Linked DNA regions of Mus musculus: regions 1, 2, 4, 5 and 6 are each linked to region 3. A link is a contact called in public Hi-C and HiChIP or PLAC-seq data. All regions are on one chromosome and are shown on one strand. Each heading gives the region's core, a stretch centred on a gene start, on an enhancer-like site or on the middle of the called end of the contact. The rest is flanking DNA. Distances are from core to core; before and after follow the strand shown. Region 1 has its middle 110 kb from the start of Il17rd. Region 2 overlaps Erc2 (ELKS/RAB6-interacting/CAST family member 2). Region 3 holds the start of Tasor (transcription activation suppressor). Region 4 overlaps Il17rd (interleukin 17 receptor D). Region 5 holds the start of Hesx1 (homeobox gene expressed in ES cells). Region 6 has its middle 92 kb from the start of Il17rd.

The links. A called contact is a pair of places that touch in the nucleus more often than the background predicts. HiChIP or PLAC-seq counts read pairs in DNA pulled down with a chosen protein or histone mark.
Region 1: a contact with region 3 is called in an H3K27ac HiChIP or PLAC-seq map of trophoblast stem cells, with 9 read pairs. The contact joins the enhancer-like site here to the promoter of Tasor in region 3. A contact is called at or near these places in 5 of 39 promoter capture datasets (the C10 cell line, the HPC-7 cell line, cranial neural crest and 2 more), 1 of 484 Hi-C or Micro-C datasets (bone marrow-derived macrophages), 10 of 115 datasets of contacts at active chromatin or transcription factors (acute myeloid leukemia, astrocytes, bone marrow-derived macrophages and 5 more) and 3 of 9 other capture datasets (adipose tissue, liver and macrophages).
Region 2: a contact with region 3 is called in a Hi-C map of the N1E-115 cell line, with 2.9 times the contacts expected there. The contact joins the enhancer-like site here to the promoter of Tasor in region 3. A contact is called at or near these places in 3 of 39 promoter capture datasets (hippocampal neurons, pre-B cells and stem cell-derived epiblast-like cells), 8 of 484 Hi-C or Micro-C datasets (B cells, the Ba/F3 cell line, the CH12 cell line and 4 more) and 1 of 9 other capture datasets (pancreatic islet).
Region 4: an H3K4me3 HiChIP or PLAC-seq map of embryonic stem cells shows a contact between it and region 3, with 9 read pairs. The contact joins the enhancer-like site here to the promoter of Tasor in region 3. A contact is called at or near these places in 2 of 39 promoter capture datasets (the 3T3-L1 cell line and the C10 cell line), 3 of 115 datasets of contacts at active chromatin or transcription factors (embryonic stem cells and stem cell-derived epiblast-like cells) and 2 of 9 other capture datasets (adipose tissue and embryonic stem cells).
Region 5: an RNA polymerase II HiChIP or PLAC-seq map of embryonic stem cells shows a contact between it and region 3, with 9 read pairs. The contact joins the promoter of Hesx1 here to the promoter of Tasor in region 3. A contact is called at or near these places in 7 of 39 promoter capture datasets (the 3T3-L1 cell line, the C10 cell line, hippocampal neurons and 3 more), 3 of 484 Hi-C or Micro-C datasets (LSK cells, forebrain and nephron progenitors) and 4 of 115 datasets of contacts at active chromatin or transcription factors (embryonic limb bud, embryonic stem cells and memory CD8 T cells).
Region 6: a contact with region 3 is called in a FOXA1 HiChIP or PLAC-seq map of pancreatic cancer cells. The contact joins the enhancer-like site here to the promoter of Tasor in region 3. A contact is called at or near these places in 6 of 39 promoter capture datasets (the 3T3-L1 cell line, embryonic stem cells, hippocampal neurons and 2 more), 3 of 484 Hi-C or Micro-C datasets (embryonic fibroblasts, group 2 innate lymphoid cells and nephron progenitors), 8 of 115 datasets of contacts at active chromatin or transcription factors (bone marrow-derived macrophages, differentiating embryonic stem cells, embryonic stem cells and 4 more) and 2 of 9 other capture datasets (adipose tissue and macrophages).

Annotation. Positions count from the first base shown.
Region 1 is chr14:27,150,251-27,153,546 of GRCm38.p6, reverse strand. It overlaps a transcript of Arhgef3 not described here. Among named protein-coding and RNA genes, the nearest start is that of Il17rd, 110 kb to the right of the region's middle. Within about 2 kb of position 1,961, at least 37 of the 459 cell types and tissues checked have an H3K27ac peak or open chromatin away from gene starts, as enhancers often do. A contact at or near this core is called in trophoblast stem cells, where this site is marked.
Region 2 is chr14:27,729,744-27,733,016 of GRCm38.p6, reverse strand. All of the region lies in intron 2 of Erc2 (ELKS/RAB6-interacting/CAST family member 2), which reads right to left. Among named protein-coding and RNA genes, the nearest start is that of Erc2, 110 kb to the right of the region's middle. Within about 2 kb of position 1,881, at least 8 of the 459 cell types and tissues checked have an H3K27ac peak or open chromatin away from gene starts, as enhancers often do. A contact at or near this core is called in the N1E-115 cell line, where this site is marked.
Region 3 is chr14:27,427,071-27,430,261 of GRCm38.p6, reverse strand. It overlaps Tasor (transcription activation suppressor), which reads right to left and starts at 1,428. Exons shown (of 24, transcript NM_001114879.2): 1 at 878-1,428. The coding sequence starts at 1,193. It overlaps Gm52095 (a long non-coding RNA gene), which reads left to right and starts at 1,635. Exons shown (of 4, transcript XR_003951011.1): 1 at 1,635-1,720.
Region 4 is chr14:27,064,879-27,068,036 of GRCm38.p6, reverse strand. All of the region lies in intron 1 of Il17rd (interleukin 17 receptor D), which reads right to left. Among named protein-coding and RNA genes, the nearest start is that of Il17rd, 27 kb to the right of the region's middle. Within about 2 kb of position 1,511, at least 72 of the 459 cell types and tissues checked have an H3K27ac peak or open chromatin away from gene starts, as enhancers often do. A contact at or near this core is called in embryonic stem cells and stem cell-derived epiblast-like cells, where this site is marked.
Region 5 is chr14:26,999,025-27,002,065 of GRCm38.p6, reverse strand. Hesx1 (homeobox gene expressed in ES cells) reads right to left here and starts at 1,704. Exons shown (of 4, transcript NM_010420.2): 1 at 1,190-1,704; 2 at 495-694; 3 at 146-247; 4 at 1-60. The coding sequence starts at 1,346.
Region 6 is chr14:27,129,800-27,133,095 of GRCm38.p6, reverse strand. It overlaps a transcript of Arhgef3 not described here. Among named protein-coding and RNA genes, the nearest start is that of Il17rd, 92 kb to the right of the region's middle. Within about 2 kb of position 1,410, at least 48 of the 459 cell types and tissues checked have an H3K27ac peak or open chromatin away from gene starts, as enhancers often do. A contact at or near this core is called in embryonic fibroblasts, embryonic stem cells, pancreatic cancer cells and 1 more, where this site is marked.

The DNA.
Region 1 (3,296 bases), core at 712-3,211, 280 kb after region 3:
AGAGAGAAAGAGAGAGAGAGAAGGGAAGGGAAGAGAGAGAGAGAAAGAAGGAGGGAGGGAGGGAGAAATGGCTCAAAAGAGCTTAGTGTCCCTCCCTCTTGCTTCTGAGAGACTGACCACTCATAAACACGATGTTCTGAGCAGGTGGGGCTGTGTCTGGGGATGAACACCCACAGTTTTGCACCAAGACACACTTTATACCACATTGTTCCTATTGATCGCAGCTCTTCTAGGGCTGAAAAAAAAAATCCTTCATATTTAACAACGGTTTCTCTCCTCTGGTGGATCAAACTGGAGATGTGAAAGGAAATGCATGTTTGGTAGGCAGAGGGTCAAGCCCAGATCCTGATGCATGCTGGGAAAACACTCTACCACCTAGCCCCTTGCAACTTCCAGATTCTTCTGGGTCTCTCTCTACCAACATAAACAGGCAAGGAGAAGGCGACACTGTATCGAATCGAATCGGTGGACACTTTTTCCTTAGCTGTTACCTTTCCTTGTGCTCTTCCATTCCCCTGTAAATGCACTGATTCATTACTGTGAAACGCTCTGCAAACTCAGCGTGCCAGGCCCAGATCTTCTTCCCTGAAAAACAAAGGGACCAGGGGGATGGGTTAGAATAAAGTACAATGACACATATGAAGGGAAATGTCACAGAAACCTGTTCCTCTACACCAAATAAATCAGGACTTAAATAAGTCAAATGAGCATCATTTACACACACCAAGAGGGCCACATTAAACCAGACCAAATACTACCCTGGACCCCTTCAAATCCATCCTTTCTTCTACAATCTCAAATTAAAAATCTCTAAATCAAAAAAATCCAAACTCTAAAGTGCTCCAAGATCTAAAACTTTCAGAACACTAACAAGACCCCAAGTAAAACATTCTAGACCAGGAAACATTGCATTAGTCGTGAAATTAATGTTTAAAATATTGCATAAAGGTAACTTTGGGCTATGTGCATAAGGTATATATGAAAGATAAACTCTGTGTTTAGAGCTGTGCCCCCTCTCCAAGATATCTCATTACAGATATGCAGATATTCCACAATCTGAAAAAAATTAAAACATCCTAGTTTCCAAAAGGAATAATAATATATCTGAGTTCTCAGGCATTACTTTCCCTGGCATCCTTGTGATATCTTCCTAGACTATTACGTAGGTCACCTGGCACAGAACAAGGAGCATGGATGATATCTAAAGTTGTCACAAAAACGACTCCTTATAATGGTACTGGACCCCTCAAAGCTCATGATGCCTACATCGAAGATCCGAGTTGAAGTACTCAGGAGTAACAGAGGCTAGTGAGAGACAGAGGAAGAGACGAGGAGGAACAGGGAGAATATCCCGGGTGCCTAGGAAGATCCTTCCTCCTCTTCCCTCTGGGAGCATCTGCCCCAGGGGAACATCAGCCATACTCCTAGGCTCCCGCATTCCTCACCAAGAAGACTGTGGTTAACATCACAAGAAAGATTCTCTTCACAGGCATGCCTCTAGACAGAAACCAGCTACTTCATTGGGTGTTACACTAAAAAGAGCAGTCACCTTCCACTCTAGAAGGTCAGTTTTTAGGAATAATGTGTTCACTTCCAACCCAGTGCCTCCTAGACAGGGATCAAGGGTAATGCTGGTCACCCACGATGGGCTAGTCTGCTGCCACATGTACACCCAGCACTGCTGCTACAACCACCTTGACCACTGATCCTCAAAGGCCTGCAGTTCTCTGACTTATCGTCCCCCCATCTGGTCCACGTGGCTCTGACCGTCTCCCAGGTTAAACATCATCTGACTGGCTCTGATCCAGGTGAGAAGGACTAGATTCCTAGGATGCCTGCCCCAGCCAGCCAGACCCAGTGTTAGAGAGATTCCCCAGCCCCTGCCTCCCATGCTGGTCTTTCATTTAACTTGTAAAGAGCAGGCCACGAGATATTTTTAGCATCTGGATCCCTGTCTAGGGCCACTGATCTGGCTTCCATCAGAGCTAACTTCATCAGCTGCCGCCTGTGCATTCTGGGGGGTGGGGCAGGAGTAAGGAGAGCTTAATGACCTACTGACAGCCGTCGATCCTGCAAAAGGAGAGGGAAAGAAGCGGGGCCTGAGTACAAAGTTCCGGGGGTGCCTTGGCAATGCGGTTGCAAAGCAGGAGGGAAATATCAACCGCTCACATCTGGGTCACTCTGTGGCTAGGATTGTCTCATCCCACCCCAAGTCTGGAAGCCAAGATGGCTCAATAGCAACCCCTTCTGCACAAAGCACAGGACCCTCTCACTCATCCTCAATGAGAGTCCAACAAACCCCCCACCCCCCACTAAACTGTGAGAGGGCACCTGGGAGCAGTGGCTAGCTTGACCCAGGATTACAAAGTGTTCTGTTGCCTTTCAGGTTTTTGTTTTGAGAAAGGGTCCCCACCTCCCTGTAAACTAAGCTGGCTTCCAACTTACTATGTAGCTTGCAGAACCATGAACTTCTAAACCTTGGGCCTTCAATTCCCAAGTGTTCATATTATAAGTACACCCCCACGGAGCCATTTGGAAGCCATCAGCTTGTACCTGAGGACAGTGCAAGAATTTCTACCTCAGCACTGAGGGGTGTCACGGACCAGGTTCCAACATGGTATTCTTACACAAGACCGAGTAGGAAGGCACTGCTACTGACTCACCCTAGGAATCAGGAAACTGGGGGTGGGAAGAGGGGATGCCTGGCAATGGCAGAGGGTGTACTTAGCATCCCTGAGATGAACACTCCCGTCCCCCACCCTGCCCCCCAAAATTTAAAAAAAAAAAAGTTCATAAGGAAGACCTAGAAATGGTCACCCAGATCACAAATACTAAATTACAAATAATGAGCACGACCTTAGGAGTCTGCAATCCTTGCCATTGTATTATATACTATATGTTACATATATATAGTGTATAGCTTGATCATGAAGGAATGAATGAACTAATGGACAATGAGCCCAGAATTACCAATTCCTGTAAAAGGAACTTATCTCACACCTCACTTCACGCCTCTGTTGGTGATAAGCATAGCCACTACCATTGCCTAAGGCAGTAACCTTGGTTCTCACAGGCATCTGCCCATAGCCCCAGGGGAGCCAGGATCACCAGCATTACAGAGGATACACACAGAGCTCCAGGAGGCTGAGACCCGCTCTCAGGTGATAGCAATTCTCACAGACTATACCCAGCCTGGGCTTTTCCTCACCACTCGCCTTGGTTAGTGAGAGCAAGACAAAGATGAGGTCTGTGCTGTTCTGACTCTTCAGATGGAAAGTTCTGGGTCAATCCCAGGG
Region 2 (3,273 bases), core at 632-3,131, 300 kb before region 3:
CAGCTGACTGTAGTTCTTTGTCTAAGGCCAAGGCCCGCTGAGATCTCTCCTTCCATACTAGCATATCTATGGATAGCATCCTTGTCCAGGTCTTATTTAGGCGGCCACATTTCTGAGACTTCTCGGGTATAGCCTCTGACATTTCTAGCAAATGAAATCTCACAGCGAAGTCCCCATTCCTCTGGCTCTTGCTGTCAATGCTAACTGTAAATCATTACATAGTGAGTGCAATGTTCTGCATTACTGCTCTTCTTGCTGACTACATAAGCCCGTGAGCACATCTATCACTTGATTCCTTTGTGGTAACACACTAAAATTTACTCTTAGGTCTCCTTGCTGTGGAATAAACCTCAAAGCTTAATCTTTGGAGGCTGAGGAAATGGCTCATACTGTAAAAGCCATGCCACGCAAGCACGAATACCTGAGTTTGAGCCCCAGAACAAACGTAAAATTCTAGGCATGACACAGAGACAGACAGATAGCTGTGGCTGGCTGCTTGGCATAGTTGGCCAGCCCCAGTGGCTAACCCTATCTAAAACTCAACAAACAACAACAACAAAACAAAAACAAAAACAAGAAATACAAAAAACGAAACACCCAAAGCAGACAACATCTGAGCAATAGAACACCTAAAGTTGACCTTTGCCCATCTCATGCATTTGTACACACATGTCCACCACACCACACACACACACACACACACACACACACACACACACACACACACACTTCTTGTCTTACTGAAACACTGTGCCTTCTTACAGGTACTTTGCCATTGTCTTTCCCCTTTTCTCCTTTCTTCAGCTTCTTATCTGTCATTCTATGACAGATGAGTTCAATTTATTGTGTTTTATTTTATTTTTATTCTATGTTTAAGTGATACCAACCAATACTTGTCTTCCTATTCCTGAATTATTTTATTTAGTACAACACCTATATATGCCTTCATGTTGTCCCAAAAGACAGCACTACATTCTTTTAAAATGCCAAATAATATGGTACATCATCTTACCCTCTGCTCAGTGACATTAAGGTTGGTTTTATACCCTAGCTGTTATCAATAAGCCTACAACGAATATGGGTATGAAGACAGCCCTGGACGGGCAAGCAGTCTGCCAAGTGTTGCTCACAGATGTAGCTGGATCCATGAAAATAAAACACTGGTGCTACCCACATTCTGTTCGTTCCTGGGAAAACCAAGGAGGGACCTTGGTCATTTAATGAAGAGAAAAGTGTGTGCAGTGTGGTGAGGGAGAAACAATGCTGGCAGGCTCAGAGGTGGGGCAAGAACATTAAGTTTATAAATGAGATCTTTATATAAAAACAAGGATGCTAGAAAGGGGGAATACAGAATTCTCAACCTGACTTAATCCCAAAGTCTGCTCTCAAATACCATAGCTGTTTCTGGGTGGGACTCAGAACTGTCCCTCTGTGTGCACGAGTGCACGCGCTCACACACACACACACACACACACACACACACACACACACAGGGTCGTGGAGGGAGCACTACCAAATTCCTTCTCTTAGCTTCTCTGGTTCCTTCGTTTTCCTGAACTGTATCTTGTTCTGTTTGTTCCTCACAGAAGCCATCATTAAAAAGTTAACCCAGTGTACGTGCTGCAGGGGTGATCATAGCTAGGTTCAGTGGATGGGGGAGGGTCAGCCTCAGAAGAGCTCCTGCACCTCCGCTCAGGCCAGAGTTAGCTCCTCTTGGAAATAAATGCTCATCAAGGAACCAGATGGCCCTGCCAGGCCCGGGGACCTTGGTCTCCAGGCCTCTGGTGTTTGGCTTGCAGGGCTGCAGCTATTTCCACCTCAGATGAAACTGAGGATGAAGGCAGGAGGGTTAGCTAGACTGTATTCTGTGGGTATGCCCTGACAGCCCAAAGTGCACTCAGTGCAGTCCATTGTTTCAGCCAAGATTAATAGACAGCTGTTAAACGTTCACAACAAAAGAAGTGGGGCGGGGGGGGGGGTGCTTTTCCTCACCTATTACTTGTGTCTCAGAGACAGGCTTTCACTGTAGGCCAAGCTGGCCTTAAACTCTATATCCTCCTGCCTTAGCTTCCTGAGCCTAGGCTCCTAGGACTTTTAAAGCTACCAAGAAAGGAGGAAAGAGCTGACTGATAGGAGATAGTAAGGTCTCCAGAACTCTGGGCCTCAACTCTTAAAAACTTAACTGAAGAAAATAGCTCTCTGAGGCAGAGCTTTCAAAGTTTATTTCTGAAGGAAGTGGAAGTACTGCATTAGTTTTTGAAGCAATATCCACAGAACAGTTTGTTCTGGGGCCCCAGTGACATAAATAGAGTAGGCCTGGTGTACACACCGATCGGGTGACAGTGAAATTAGGGCCTGGTGTGGGAGCAAATTACCCTCTGCTCATCTCACCAACACCTAAGGTTCAGGGACAGGGGAAGCATCCTTTGAGTGAGTAGACACGCCCACTTGCCCTACCCTATCCCCCTTATGCAATTAGCCAGTCTGCTAGATCCAGATATATTGGCCCTATAATTACCAGATATGAACTAAAAAACTGTGCCTTTTAAAGGTTAACTGCATCTCCCAGGCACATTTTATTAGCATCAGAACAAATGTGTTGGCTGTCCAACAGTCCCAGTGACAGAGCTGCCCGCTGTGGGACACAGCCACGTATGCCATGGTTGAGTTCCTTTGCCAGCATGTTGTGCAGTACTAAGTCTTAAAAAGCCAAAAAATACAGGGATGGCGTAACACAGGAAGGGCAGAAACAGGTTGCACACTCAACTAAATAAAGAACCAACGGAAACAGCCCAAAGTTTCAAACTTACAAAGACTCTCATGATTTTAGAGAAATAGATGATGATTATGGTGGGTGAAGGCAGGCAGGTCCCCTGCAATGCTTTTCTCTTTTGTCTTAGTAACCTTCCCAGCAGCTCTACAAGATGGGTAAGGCTACAAAAGTTTATAAGGTCCAAGCCCAAAGGAAGGGAAGAGCTATATTCCTGAACAATTTAACTCCAAGCCTGCCCTGGAATGAGAGAAAGAAGCAGAAAAATAAAGTGAATTACATTTTGCCAAGATATCCAACACTCTGCACTTTGAATCCGTCTTTGCTCTATAAAAGCAATGACTAGCATGAAATCAAAGCTCATGGTCCAGGCTCTCCATGTAATTTCATGGAGACCTTTTCTTTCAAACAAGAACCCGTAGCCATTGCTGTCCCCATGTTAGAATTGAATTTTGTAATTCCCCCACCATTCAGATGCTAAAGCCCTAACTCCAAGTGTGATG
Region 3 (3,191 bases), core at 179-2,678:
CAAGATTCTAAATCTTCAGATATTCAAATGACAAAAAAAAAAGATTTGGGAAATAAACAATTAAAAAAAAAAACACGCAGTAAGAAGGTAAGTGTTTAAGTCAAATCCAGAAAATTCCAAATTATCGGACAGTCAAAACCTACTCTAAGAAAAAAAAAAGTGTACGTTTTACAATATGGCACTAAGATCTCAAAAAGTAAGCAACCCAACTGTTCCTATAATCGTTTAAGAAAAGTCATTCTAGGCTTGGAAGTTATACAGAAGAACCTACGTAAGCTAATGCTTTTCCAAAAAAAAAAAAAAAAAAACTACATGGAAATGAAGTGTGATGGAAAACTGCATGGAGCGCATATACTAATGGAGAGTTTTCTAAATAGAAGACGCTGACATCGAGCACATTTCAAGTAGACACACAGAGCTGAAGAATTTCCACAGTGAGAAACACTTGTCCTTAGAACGCAGTGGCCTTGGAGAAAGCCTCAGAATCCATGGCCACAGGCTACTTCCACAAGCAGACTTCTCAGAAGCATCTTTAGGAGGCCACCATCAGCTTCTCTGCCTTCGGGGCTTGGGGGAAAAGAGGGGCACCGAGCACCATCTTTCCGCTCGGGGAGCCGCAGCCTTATGGAAACGCTTCAAACCTGAGCTACTTCCAACTTCCACGGGGAGAGGGGGAGCGGCGGAGCGTGGTTCCACCCTATCCTCTCGCACCAAGGGCGGCTGGGCGGCCGTGGCCGTGAGCGGAGAGGCTGCTGGCGCTTGCGTGCGTGTTTACGTGTCTCGGATGGGTGTGGGGAGAGGAGACAGAGAGGTCTTAATGAAAAAGATGGAGGGGGAGGGAAGCGAGAGAGGGGGTGGGAGGAAGGGGAGGCACCACCTTTCTTTTCTCTGCTCTTCCTGGGGATCTGAAAACTCCGCCTAAAAGGCCTTTCCGGCTCTTCGGCGCCTTTGGGCAGAGCGGCCGCGGCCGCTTCGGAGGTTTGCTGAGGCTGCTCGTGGCCGTAGCTCCGGGCGGCTTCAGCTGCCGCGGTCTCCTCAGGCCCCGCGCCGCCGCCGCCGTCGCCGCCGCCATTTTGTAGGGAGGACTCAAGCTCCGGAAGCGCTGGCTTCATCCCGTCGTCTCCGCCGCCGCCGCCGCGGCTTTTCCAGCTCGCGTCCGTCGAAGGGGCCTCCGTCTCCGCGGCAGTCGCCATCGCGCGGGCGTGAGGCGCTCCAGGGAGCTTCCGCCCACAAGGTCGACGGGCGTAGGGGAGGAAGGGCGGCGGGCCAGGCCGCCGAGGTCTCGGCCCACCCGGCCCCTCCGCCCCCGGGGACCGCACTCCAGCCACAGAGACGCCTCTTAACCGCCACCGCGGCCCTAAGCGTGCCTCTCGCCCCGGGAGCTGCTCCGGATTCGGGCGGCTTTTCAACCGGCCCTGGCTACCCAACGTGCTCGCGTCGGGCCCGGGAGGGGGCGGGGCCTCGGCGGACCCGCTCTACCAATAGAAATGCAGAGCCCGCCTCCGCGACTGCAGAGAGACCGTTCCAGGAGGGCGGAGCCTCGCGATGCCGAGCCCGCCAAAAGAGGAGAGTGCCACGCCCGGGGAAAGCGTCGACGCCATCGCTTCAGAGTGAGGGCTTGGGCTTGGCAGCATTCTGCGGATTCCTGGGCCCTGCCCTCTCCGCACTGCGTTTGACGGAGGCAAGCCCAGAGGACGTCTTTCGGACAGTACTCTTGCAAGTAAGCACCTTCTTTCCTCCGGAGGTCTGTGGACCAAACCCGGCACATAATTGGCTGATCCTGGTCGTGTGATCGGTCTGCTCTGAGCTGATCTTCCAAAGGACCAGAATTCGAGCTCCAGCCGACATAGGACAACTCAACCAGCAGTTAGTCACTTCAAAGAATCCAAGTCCTTTTCTGGCCTCGGAGGGCACTAGGTATACGTGTGGTGCTCTATCATAAATGCAGGCAAGCCACCTATATGCATAAAGACTATAAACAAACAATAAGAAAGGCAGTGAAGAGAGATAAGAAAATGGCCTCCAGTGATAAGCAGGGTGATAACATCCTATTCCATCCAGACTTTCTGCTTTCCCAGTAGATCACGAGCACTGGTCGTACTCCAGACCAAAGCACTACATAAGCAAACATTCAATATTTGGGATTCTTCCGCACAATTTACAACCTAATGATGGGAGGCACGAATGCTCGCACACCTAGAAGAATGTTCGACCACCTAGAAGAAAACAATTTGATAGTGAAATGAAGGGAGGGCCTTTCAATAGTTTCTTTCTAGGTAAGGGGTTCTGAGTTACCATCTGTATAGACACATTCTCACAACAGATACCAAGTAGATGCTTTTGCACAATTTAAATGTTGAAATTTAGGCAAATTGAGATGACAAAAGCCAGGTCTAATTTCATCCAAAGTATTTATACAGCCTAAGGCCTAGTTTTCAAGCAGCTCCGGCCCAATAATGCATTTGATGAAGAAACACGGGATACTTTTTACTCAAGATCTCTAAGCAACAGCAGCAGGACGCCCAGGTCTTTGTCCCCCAACACCTCAATATTACTGAAGGAATTGTTAGGCCAAGATAATAAACTGCAAAAGAGCCACAGCCTCTGTCAAGTGATTGGTACTTGAAGAGCTCTCCAAGAGCAGCAGAGGATCTGGGATAAGCATCCATTGTTTGGCATCGTGTGTAGTGTAAAACCTGCACCTCTGTGAACCAAATCAAGGAAAAGTGTATGTAAATCAGTTATTAGTAAACAGGGTAGGTGCTTGGGATTTAGCTGAGTTCACGGAGATTGCCTAACATATACAAAGTCCAGGTTTTAATCTACCAGCACCAAATGAACTGAGCATGGTGGCACACCCCTGGGAAGGTAGAAGCAAGAGAGAAATTCAAGGTCATCCTGGGCTACCTGGGGATTAGAGGCTAAGGTAAAAAGTACATTTTAAAACTTTCCTTTTTTGAATGGTGAAAGAAAAGGGAAGGTTTAGAAAAACTCCTACACTATTTTAGTCACTTTTTCATACTGGGGAGGATGAGCTTGATGGCACATACCTATTCCCAGCCCTCAGGGGGAAGAGGTAAGAGGAGTTATACATGTCCAAGGTCAGCCTGGACTACACAGTAAGACCCCTGTATCAAATAAAATAAAACAGGAGAGGGCCAAGAATGTAGCCCAAGTTGAGACTTTGAGTT
Region 4 (3,158 bases), core at 262-2,761, 360 kb after region 3:
CTGAAGGCAGGAGGGGTCTCCAGCTCTGTGTCACATCTGGAATTCAGCTTCTACAGCACAAATGCGGGAGAAATGGAAGACTGTGTGATGTTGCCATGGAAACGCTACCTCCTCCCTCTATACAGGTCCTCACACATACTGCCTCCCAAAGTAGGTTTCTCCGATTTGGAAGTGTGGACGGCCACTCTCTTAGATTTTGGTGCTAACTGAAACATCGTAGGCTAAAATGATTAAGTTTGTCCACAGGATGGTCCTGTACTGAAAAACCTTAAAATATGTGGGAGACAAGCTAACACTACCCTCCTTTTCTATGGCTTTCTCCAACCCCACCTCATTTAGTTAGGAAAAGAGACAGGCTTCAAGCTCTTCTTCCCAACCTACAAAAATCCAAGCTGGGCAGTAGTGGCACATACCTTTAATCCCAGCACTTGGGAGGCAGGGGCAGGTGGATTTCTGAGTTAAGAGGCCAGCCTGGTCTACAGAGTGAGTTCCAGGACAGCCAGGGCTACACAGAGAAACCCTGTCTGGAAAAACCAAAAATAAATAAATAAAACCCAAAGAGCCTGAACTCAGATTGCCTGCCTCTGAGCCCAGCAGAACCAGCCAAAGACTAGATGCCCTCATCAGATCCTTGCAGAGTGACACTTCCAGTTATTGAAGACTCTGGTGTAGCTAAGGGGAAGGGGTTCTAGAATACCTGTAACATTCCAATCTCCCATGGAACCCTTAACAATTTCAGTGGGTTCTAAGCACTCCTTTACCCACAAATAATCCTGAAACCACCAGGCATTGCCTGGGTGTGCCCACTCCTGGAATGCAAACTTCCAACTGTCCCCTCTAGATATGTTTCCTAAATCCCACCTGCACTTACATAGGGTGAAGTCCCAACTGGATGGCTGGTAGCGCTCCCCTCACTAGTCATCCTGTCAGTGCTCCCTTCACTCCTCATCCTGTCAGTGCTCCCTTCAGTGCTCATCCTACCCATGCTCCCTTTACTCTTCAACTGGCCAGAAGCCCACCTTCTTGGGCTCTCCGCTGGCTCAAAACTTCGTCTCTACGAATATGAAGCATCTCCCGACCGACCAGTTCTGACTATAATTCCCCACCTAGCGTGAGGGATCCTTTTCCATATCAGTCTGCCTCTGCAAGACCTGGCCTCTCCCAGTCCATCTGCTGCAGAAGAGTTCAGAAGTAAAGCAAAAGCCAGTCTGGATGGGCAGGCTCAGTCCTGGTTCTCCACCAGCCCTCATTCTCATGGGTGACACAAAAGACCTGGCCTCCAGATGGAACCATTTGCATCTAATCTCTTAGATACCACTTCCCTAAAATGTGCCCCCAAGAATCCGTGTCAGTGAATGAAGGAGTCAGCCCACATGCCCCCTCCCAGCCCCTCAAAAAACCAGGAAATCAGCATCTCAGGCTCCAGGTGTTAACACTTAAGAGGATGCTGCCCAGCCCCCTCCAGCTGGAGGCTGGCCGCCTGGGAGCCGGACACACCAATTAGGCCCTTCCCCGGCTGGGCGCCTTTGTCCCCTCACTAACATCATTAGCGTCTGACTTCCTGTGTACAACGGGGCCTGGGGGGGTGGGGCAAATGGCGGCTGACCTGGGCAGGGCATTAGACTTCTTTGTCAAAGGCCCTCAAATGTTAACAAGCATGTGAACAAGGCTCTCCTCCCAGACACCCCCTCCCCACCCCCCAGCTTCTGCTCCAGCCATTCTGGGCAATTCATGACAGTTTCTCTCCAGCTGTGGGAATCAGTATCACTTGAGAGAAGTCTCAAAGCTGACAGTAAGCCAGCAGCCTCCAAGGGGCCTTCAGATCCTAGTTCCTTTAAAGCCTTCCTGCTGGAAACAAGGGTTTGCCTGGTTCTCACAGGTTACAAGGGCCGAGCAAAGGTGACCGGCCATGCTCAGCCAACCCAGAACCGGGTTAAATAGCAGCACAAGGACCAGCCATTCACATGTGCTGGAGACTGAAATGCAACGTCTCGAGATGCAAGGCCTTACAGAACGTTTGTGTAATAGCTCCGGGCTTTAAGAAAACTACTGCCTTGATCTCAAAAGAGCATGACTTGCTGGGCTGGAGAGATGGCTCAGCAGGTAAGAGAGCATGACTCGCTAAACCCTGGAATCCCGCTATCTTTCCATCACTAAAATCCTCTAACAGAATTTCAGCTTTTTGCATGAAGGAGATGGATGTCTGAAAATTTCATAAAAGCTGGAGTGCACCCAGACTCGCATATGATGGCTGGAGATTCCAGGCCTCCTCCTTCCTTTTTTTTTTTTTTTTTTTTTTTTTTTTGAGACAAGGTTTCTCTGTGTAATCCAGGAACTCACTCTGTAGACCAGAATGTCCTCGACCTCAGAGATCCACCTGCCTCTGCCCGGCTCCAGTCTCTCCTAACAGCTTAACACCAACCATGTGTAATAAATGCAACTGTGACTTCACTTAGTTAACAACAACAAAATGAAACGTAGTTCAGGTCATTAGAGGTATAAAGTCAGTTTTAAGGAGGACTCTTGATTAGGCAGCTGTTAAGACTTTTATAAGCAGCGTTTGTTTCAACCCAGTAATTGAAGACTTTTTGTCCAAGGTGCCAGGAACTGCTAAGCGTACAAAGTAACATCATCAAAGGCAACAACTATTTATGTTGTTTCCTGGGATAAGCTCCTGGGGAGGGGGGCTCTATGGATTTTCAATCACAAGTGCCAAGTCATGTCTAAGTCAGCTCAGTGGCAAAAGAAACTACAATTGTAGCTTATTCCTTTTAAAAAAAATTTTCAATCCTAGCGGGGCGGTGGTGGCGCGCGCCTTTAATCCCAGCACTCTGGAGGCAGAGGCAGGCAGATCTCTAAGTTCAAGGCCAGCCTGGTCTACAAAGTGAATTCCAGGACAGCCAGGAAACCCTGACTCGAAAAAACAAACCCCCCTCCCCATCAAAATTTTTCAATCCTAGATATGGAAGAAAATATCCAGAGATGAAGAAAACAGCTGATTTTCTCAGCCCTGCTAAACTGCCTTTTACAGAGCATGGTTTTTGTGGTTGACATATAAACTAGGCTAGGTTTTAGATATAGTTTTTTTTTTTTGGGGGGGGGGGGTTGTTGTTGTTGTTTTTATTTTTCGAAACAGGGTTTCTCTGTGTAGCCCTTGC
Region 5 (3,041 bases), core at 455-2,954, 430 kb after region 3:
TAGAAACTGTGATTCTCTACGGGACCTTTTCATCTTTGCTCGGCGATTTTGGAACCAAATCTAGAATCAAGGGAAAATAAAACAGTTCTCAGACATATTACCACATTATTTATCATCACGGGTAACAACTGTGTTTGCACCCTACCTGGATTCTGTCTTCCTCTAAGTTCAGCTTTTGAGCTAGGTCCTCTCTGATGTCAATGCCAGGGTAGCAGTTCACTCTAAAGACATTTTCCAATACTTCGACCTAGAATAATGAAGGAATTCTTTAAAGTGGCAGTATTTTATATGTCACCAAAATTGGGCTTTCAAATGAAAAATGCACTTAAATTTGGGCCTTTAATCCAAAAGCATTTTAAAACAATTGGTTGCCCAGAGACTGTTAAACTATGAGTCCACCCTTTCACTAATGCCACTTCTACACTGGGACCCCAGAGTGTCTGGCTTCTGTCACAACCTTTGTGTTGTCACTATTGGCTGAAAAATCTTCTCACCTGGTTCTGGGTGAAAGCGGTTCTTGGCCTTCGTCCTCGGTACCAACTCAATTCTCTTTTCAAAGAGCGTGTTTCGGAGGCTGAAAAATAATTTTCATATTTCGGAGCCCTTTCTTCTGGCCTTGGATGATCCACTGGACAAGGAAATGAAGTCTCACTGGGAAGATCTGGGGCATGTAGGGGTGGGTTGCCACCTTTCTCTAAAATCAGAAGAAGAAGGTCCATCTTATATTGCCTATGTTCCACAAAGTTCTGGAAAAAAGTCATTTCAGTAACTTGCTTTGAATTTTCCTAGGGAATTCTTCAAGGTTTCACAAAAGAATTGTCTCCCCCATTCCCCCCCCCCCAAAAAAAAAGAGGATGGGGGAAGGGAGAGAGAGGGAGAGAGAGAGAGAGAGAGAGAGAGAAGCCTTGGTGATAGAGAACATACATTTTGAACTCTACCATTCATTTTTCAGTGAGGAGAGATTTAGAATGCCTGACGTGACACATGTACACAGAGGGTCTTCTGAAACAAATACTATTTCTCACTGGGAGTGAACCACCTAGGGCAGGCACTCTATTCCCTTCCGACCCTGTTGGAGACCTTTTATAGATACAGAACAGAATGAGAACGTGGTTTCTAATCCTATACTGCATGAAATAAAGGACAAACTAAAAACGCAGATGAATTTAGAAGTTGAGTTGCAGCATACCTGAGTCACCGCAGGTGTCTGTCCAGGGTCTGTGGGGTCTTACTGACGTTGTACAATCTTTTTTCTGGTCCAGTCCTAAAATGCTCTCAATTGAGAAGGAGCAGGGCGCGGGCTTGCTTTCCCGGAGCTGAGCACCTTCCCGAAGGCTGGGAGACATTCTCTTCTGGGTCGTACAGCGCCGGAGGGCTCCTGCCCCACGTGTGCAGAGCTGGGATCTTCCAGCAGTTCACCTTGTAGCTTTGCTGACTAGGGGGCTGGGTTTCCAAAGTCACTAATTAAAATCCTGTTTTAGAAAGTTTTAGCAAGTCAATGAACACTTGCCCAGCCAGCGGCTTAAGGAGTTAATTGTTTATTTGTTTGCAAGTAATTAGCAACTAATGGCTACACCAGGGGGCCACCTACAGGGACAAAAAGTGTTATCTCTCCTAAGCAGAACGCAGACTTAACTTTCTCAGAAGAAGTGGTGCACGAACATAGCACTCCTCTTTTATTTGAGATCATTAATGTATAAAATCGTGGTTTTCTTCTGAAGTTTGTATTTTTAAGGATTCTAGATACCTAAATGTACAGGGTGGATAGAAGAGCAGTCAAGTAATAAATAATCAGATTTAGTGAATGTTCTTCCAAGGAAACTGGGAAAAATAATAATCTCTTAATGCTATTACAGTAATTCTGATGAAAATACCTGTTTTCCATATGCATATGTAATGGTGAACGTTGTCAATGAAAACGCAGTACTCTTTGGAGTGCAGCACACTGGAAAAGCCTGCCAGTGTTATTAACACAGAGTGCAATCGCCTTCCAAGTGCCTTGGCTTAATTCATAGGAACAGTTGCACCACGTATTTGAAGTAATTAATGGGCTAATTCCTTTCTTTCATTCTTTCTTTTAAATGAGAGAGATACACGTTTACATGAGGTTCAAATGCTACAAAGAATAATTTATTTCTATAACAGTTATTTCAAAGAGCGTAGTTTGAGACAAAGTCTCATTATGCAGTTATGGAACTAACTCTATAGACCAGGCTGGCCTTGAACTGACAGATCTGTCTCTCTCTGCTTGCTGAATTAGGGCTTGTCTGTGTGACTTGCTTTGGTCAGAGGAAAGAATGTGAGCAAAAGCTCAAAATGCACTAGTATGATTGGTTTGCATTGCTTTCTTTTTTTGTTTTGTCTTGTTTTTCGAGACAGGGTTTCTCTGTGTAGCCCTGGCTATCCTGGAACTCACTCTGTAGACCAGGCTGGCCTCGAACTCAGAAATCCACCTGTCTCTGCCTCCCATTGCTTTCTGATAACGCCGTGACATCACCCCTGTGGTAGCTCCTACCCTTCAGCCTTCAGCCTTCAGCCTTCAGCCTTCAGCCTAAGCCCTAGAATGGACATGTCAATCAGACTCTAACCATTTTACAGATAGTTAAGTAGTTAAGTCAGCTGAATCCAGCAAAGCTTTGTCAAATGCCAACTGGTCTGAACTCTCTCTCTCTCTCTCTCTCTCTCTCTCTCTCTCTCTCTTCCCCCGCCCACCCCCCCACTTGCACTCTCATATTCTTGTTTTTGCTTGTTTGCATGTTTTTGTTTGTTTGTTTGTTTGTTTGTTTGTTTTTGAGACAAGGTTTCTCTGTTTAACAGCCCTGGCTGTCCAGGAACTCCCTTTGTAGACCAGGCTGACCTGACATGCCTCTGCCTCCCTAGTACTGAGATTAAAGGTGTGACCCACCATGCCCACCATGCCCAGCCTTGGCCTGATATTTTCTAAGCAGGAAAAACAACCAACCAGTTAAAACCACTGACATTTGTGGGAATTTTTACACGTACAATCTTTTTACCTTTTTGTTAAACAATTTAAGAAATAG
Region 6 (3,296 bases), core at 161-2,660, 300 kb after region 3:
CAAGAAAGGAAGGACTGGCAAGGGTAGTTACATATTTCCCACAATCTCTTTCAAATAAAAATTCCTAGCTGGGCAGTGGTGGTGCACACCTTTAATCCCAGCACTTGGGAGGCAGAGGCAGGTAGATTTCTGAGTTCAAAACCCTGTCTCAAAAAAAAAGAAAAGAGAAGAGAAGAGAAGAGAAGAGAAGAGAAGAGAAGAGAAGAGAAGAGAAGAGAAGAGAAGAGAAGAGAAGAGAAGAGAAGAGAGAAAGAAGAAAAAGAAAAAGGAAAAGGAAAAGGAAAAGGAAAAGGAAAAGGAAAAGGAAAAGGAAAAGGAAAAGGAAAAGGAAAAGGAAAAAATCCTGGAAGAGGCAGCTTCTTCTCATAAACCAATCTGGTCTTTTACACACAGAAAACAAGAATGCCTTAGAAGTGTGGTTTCTGGTTTGTGTCCTCAACGGTAAACTACACTGCACCTATTTGATACCTATATCTTCACAACTATGGCCACTTGCTCAAAGGACTGTGGTACTTCCACAATGCATTACCATCTTACACGAACCTCCCTATCTGTGACAGCCCAGGCAGAACACAATGAGCACTATCTGGTACCCACAATCCCGAGAACTACCCTGGGACACTGTACCCTGGTTGCTGATCCACTGCCAAGGCCGAGCGTGTCTTTCTCATTGTGAAGTATCATTACCTGCGTTTTCTAACTCTCTTCACAGAGTGAGGGAAACTGTTCACATCTTCTCCACAAGCCTGAGCCTAGAACTACATCACATTTTGGAGCCTCTCCTTCCACGTGTTTGCACGGTGGCAAGTCCAGGCTCCTGAGCTGGTGACGGTGAGGTGTGGTTCTGTCACCTGTATGGCCTGAGGTAGGCTGCTCCATCCCCAGAAAACCATTTTATTTTCTGGGAGGAGAGACTGCTGAGGTTTCCATACGCTGTCAGAAAGGTTTGCCACATACTGGAAGAGCCTCAGGCTGGATTGCAAAGAGGCTAGAGCAGTGGTTCTCAACCTTCCCAGTGCTGCAACCCTTGTGACACACTTCCTCGTGCCATGGTGACCCCCAACCATAAAACTGTTTTCATTTCTACTTCCTAACCGTAATCTTGCTACTCTTATGAATCGTAATGTAAATATCTGTTTTCTGATGGTCTTAGGTGACCCCTAAAACGGGTCACGACCCACAGGTTGAGAACCACTGCTCTAGTGATTGGAGTGCAGCTCTTTCTATAGTCAAACCTGACTCTAGATACATGCTCCATTCTGGGGGTACAGCCTGGTGCCCAGAAAGTGGTGTGAATTTCCCCACTCCACAGAGGAAATCCCGGGGTGGGGGAGGGGTGCCTGGAGGAACAGCAGTGGCCTCTGAGTCACAAGCTGCCCCTCCCTGCTGGATCCCTTTGTTCCACAGGAGGTAAGCTGTGACTCACATGGACTCCAGTCCTGGGCTGCACCCATCTGACCCAGTCCAGCTGCCCTGCCCAGCATCACTAAGAAAACATGGGAACATCATCCTCTTTCCCCAGCACTGGCCCCTGAGGGGATGCTGACCTGCACCTCAAGATCCCATTGTGGCAGTAGATTCCCAATGCTCCACAGGGGAGCCTTGGAGTCCTGTGAGTTTATATCACCCTTATGTTCACTGTCACCCATCACCACCATCACCACTACCACCATCAGCACTATCACCAGCATCTCCACCATCACCAGCATCTTCACCATCATCACCTGTATTTCCACCATCCCCACCACCACTAACACCACCCACACCACCACCATCATCACCACTACCACCATCACCAGCATCTCCACCATCACCTGCATCCCCACCATCCCCACCATTACCAGCACTACCATCTCTACCACTAATAGCATCATCATTGCCACCAATTCTTTTCCGCGCATGCTTTTTCACTACATGCTCCAAAAGTATTGACCTGTCATCTATAAAGGGAAAAAAACAAAACAACTCCAGGAACATCTCTGTAGTATTCACACTGACTCTTCTTAGTCTTGATTTTTATGGTGGTAAAACTTATCTTAGTTACTTATCTATTACTGTAATAAAACTCCACGACCAAAGCAACTTATGAAATAAAGTGCTTACATGGGCTTAAGTTGCAGGGAGTTAGCCTCCATGATGGCAGGGTGTAGGAGTGGCAGCAGGAACAACTGAAAGCTCACATCCTGAAACACAATCATGAGACAGAGAGACCACACAGGGAGTCTTTGGAAACCTCAAAGCCCAACCCCAGGGGCACACCTCCTCTAACAAGGCCACACTACTTCCCAAAGAGTTCCACAAACTGGGGACCAGGTGTCAAACCTATGAGCCTATGGCAGCCATTCTGATTCAAACCACCATGTACTAGAGTCAGTCAAGCACACAATTTGCAACATCAAGCAAAGTCACAGTGCTTTGCAGCCATGATCTCCGTCATTTCCAGATATCTATTTATCCCAGATAGAAGCTCTGTGCCTACTAGGCAAGAACTCCTTGTTCTTTCTCCCCTCAGCTCCCACAGTTCCTAGGACCTCCACTGTTCTGTTTCTGAGCTGGTCTAATTCTTGGTATCTTATAAGTAGCATCACAGATTGTCCCTTCTGCCTGACTTGTTGCACTTAGCGCCATGTCCTCGGGACGTAGACATTTGTAGGACGTGTCTGAATCTCTTGATTAATTTAAGACATCAATATTTCATTGTAGGTCTATACCAAGCTTTGTTCATTTATCCAAGAACCCATTCTTGGACTGTTGCTATATCTTGGCTGTTGTGATGGTTTGGATGTGAACGTGAATGTGCACACACCTCTTTGAACCACTGCTTTCAACCCTTCTGGATGACAGCCCACAAATGGGCTTGCTGGACCCTGGACGAAGTCCATGCTCAGCCTCTGCCATGCTTTCAGGATTCTGGCACCAGAAGAAAAGTAACACCTAGTGCTCAGTGAGTTCTTTTCCTTTCTGTGTCTTACTTCAACAAGGACATTGATCGACTCATTAATTTCTCTCCATTCCTCTCTTGGTTTCCTCTTCCCTTTCTGACTCTACTCCAACCACACAGATTCAGTTGGAGACCTCAGAACCTGTGCTCCATCTCTCGCTACCTCCAGGTCTCTTCCGTCACACGTAGGGAGAAGGTCATTATAGGTCCTGCTGTGTCTGCCTGAGGAGCTGTATTGAAGCTTTGGTGGTTTGAATGCTTGGCCCGTGGCAAGTGGCACTATTAGGAGGGATGGCTTGTTGGAAGAGGTGTGGCCTTGTTGGAGGAAGTGCTTCACTGTGTAGGCTGGCTTTGA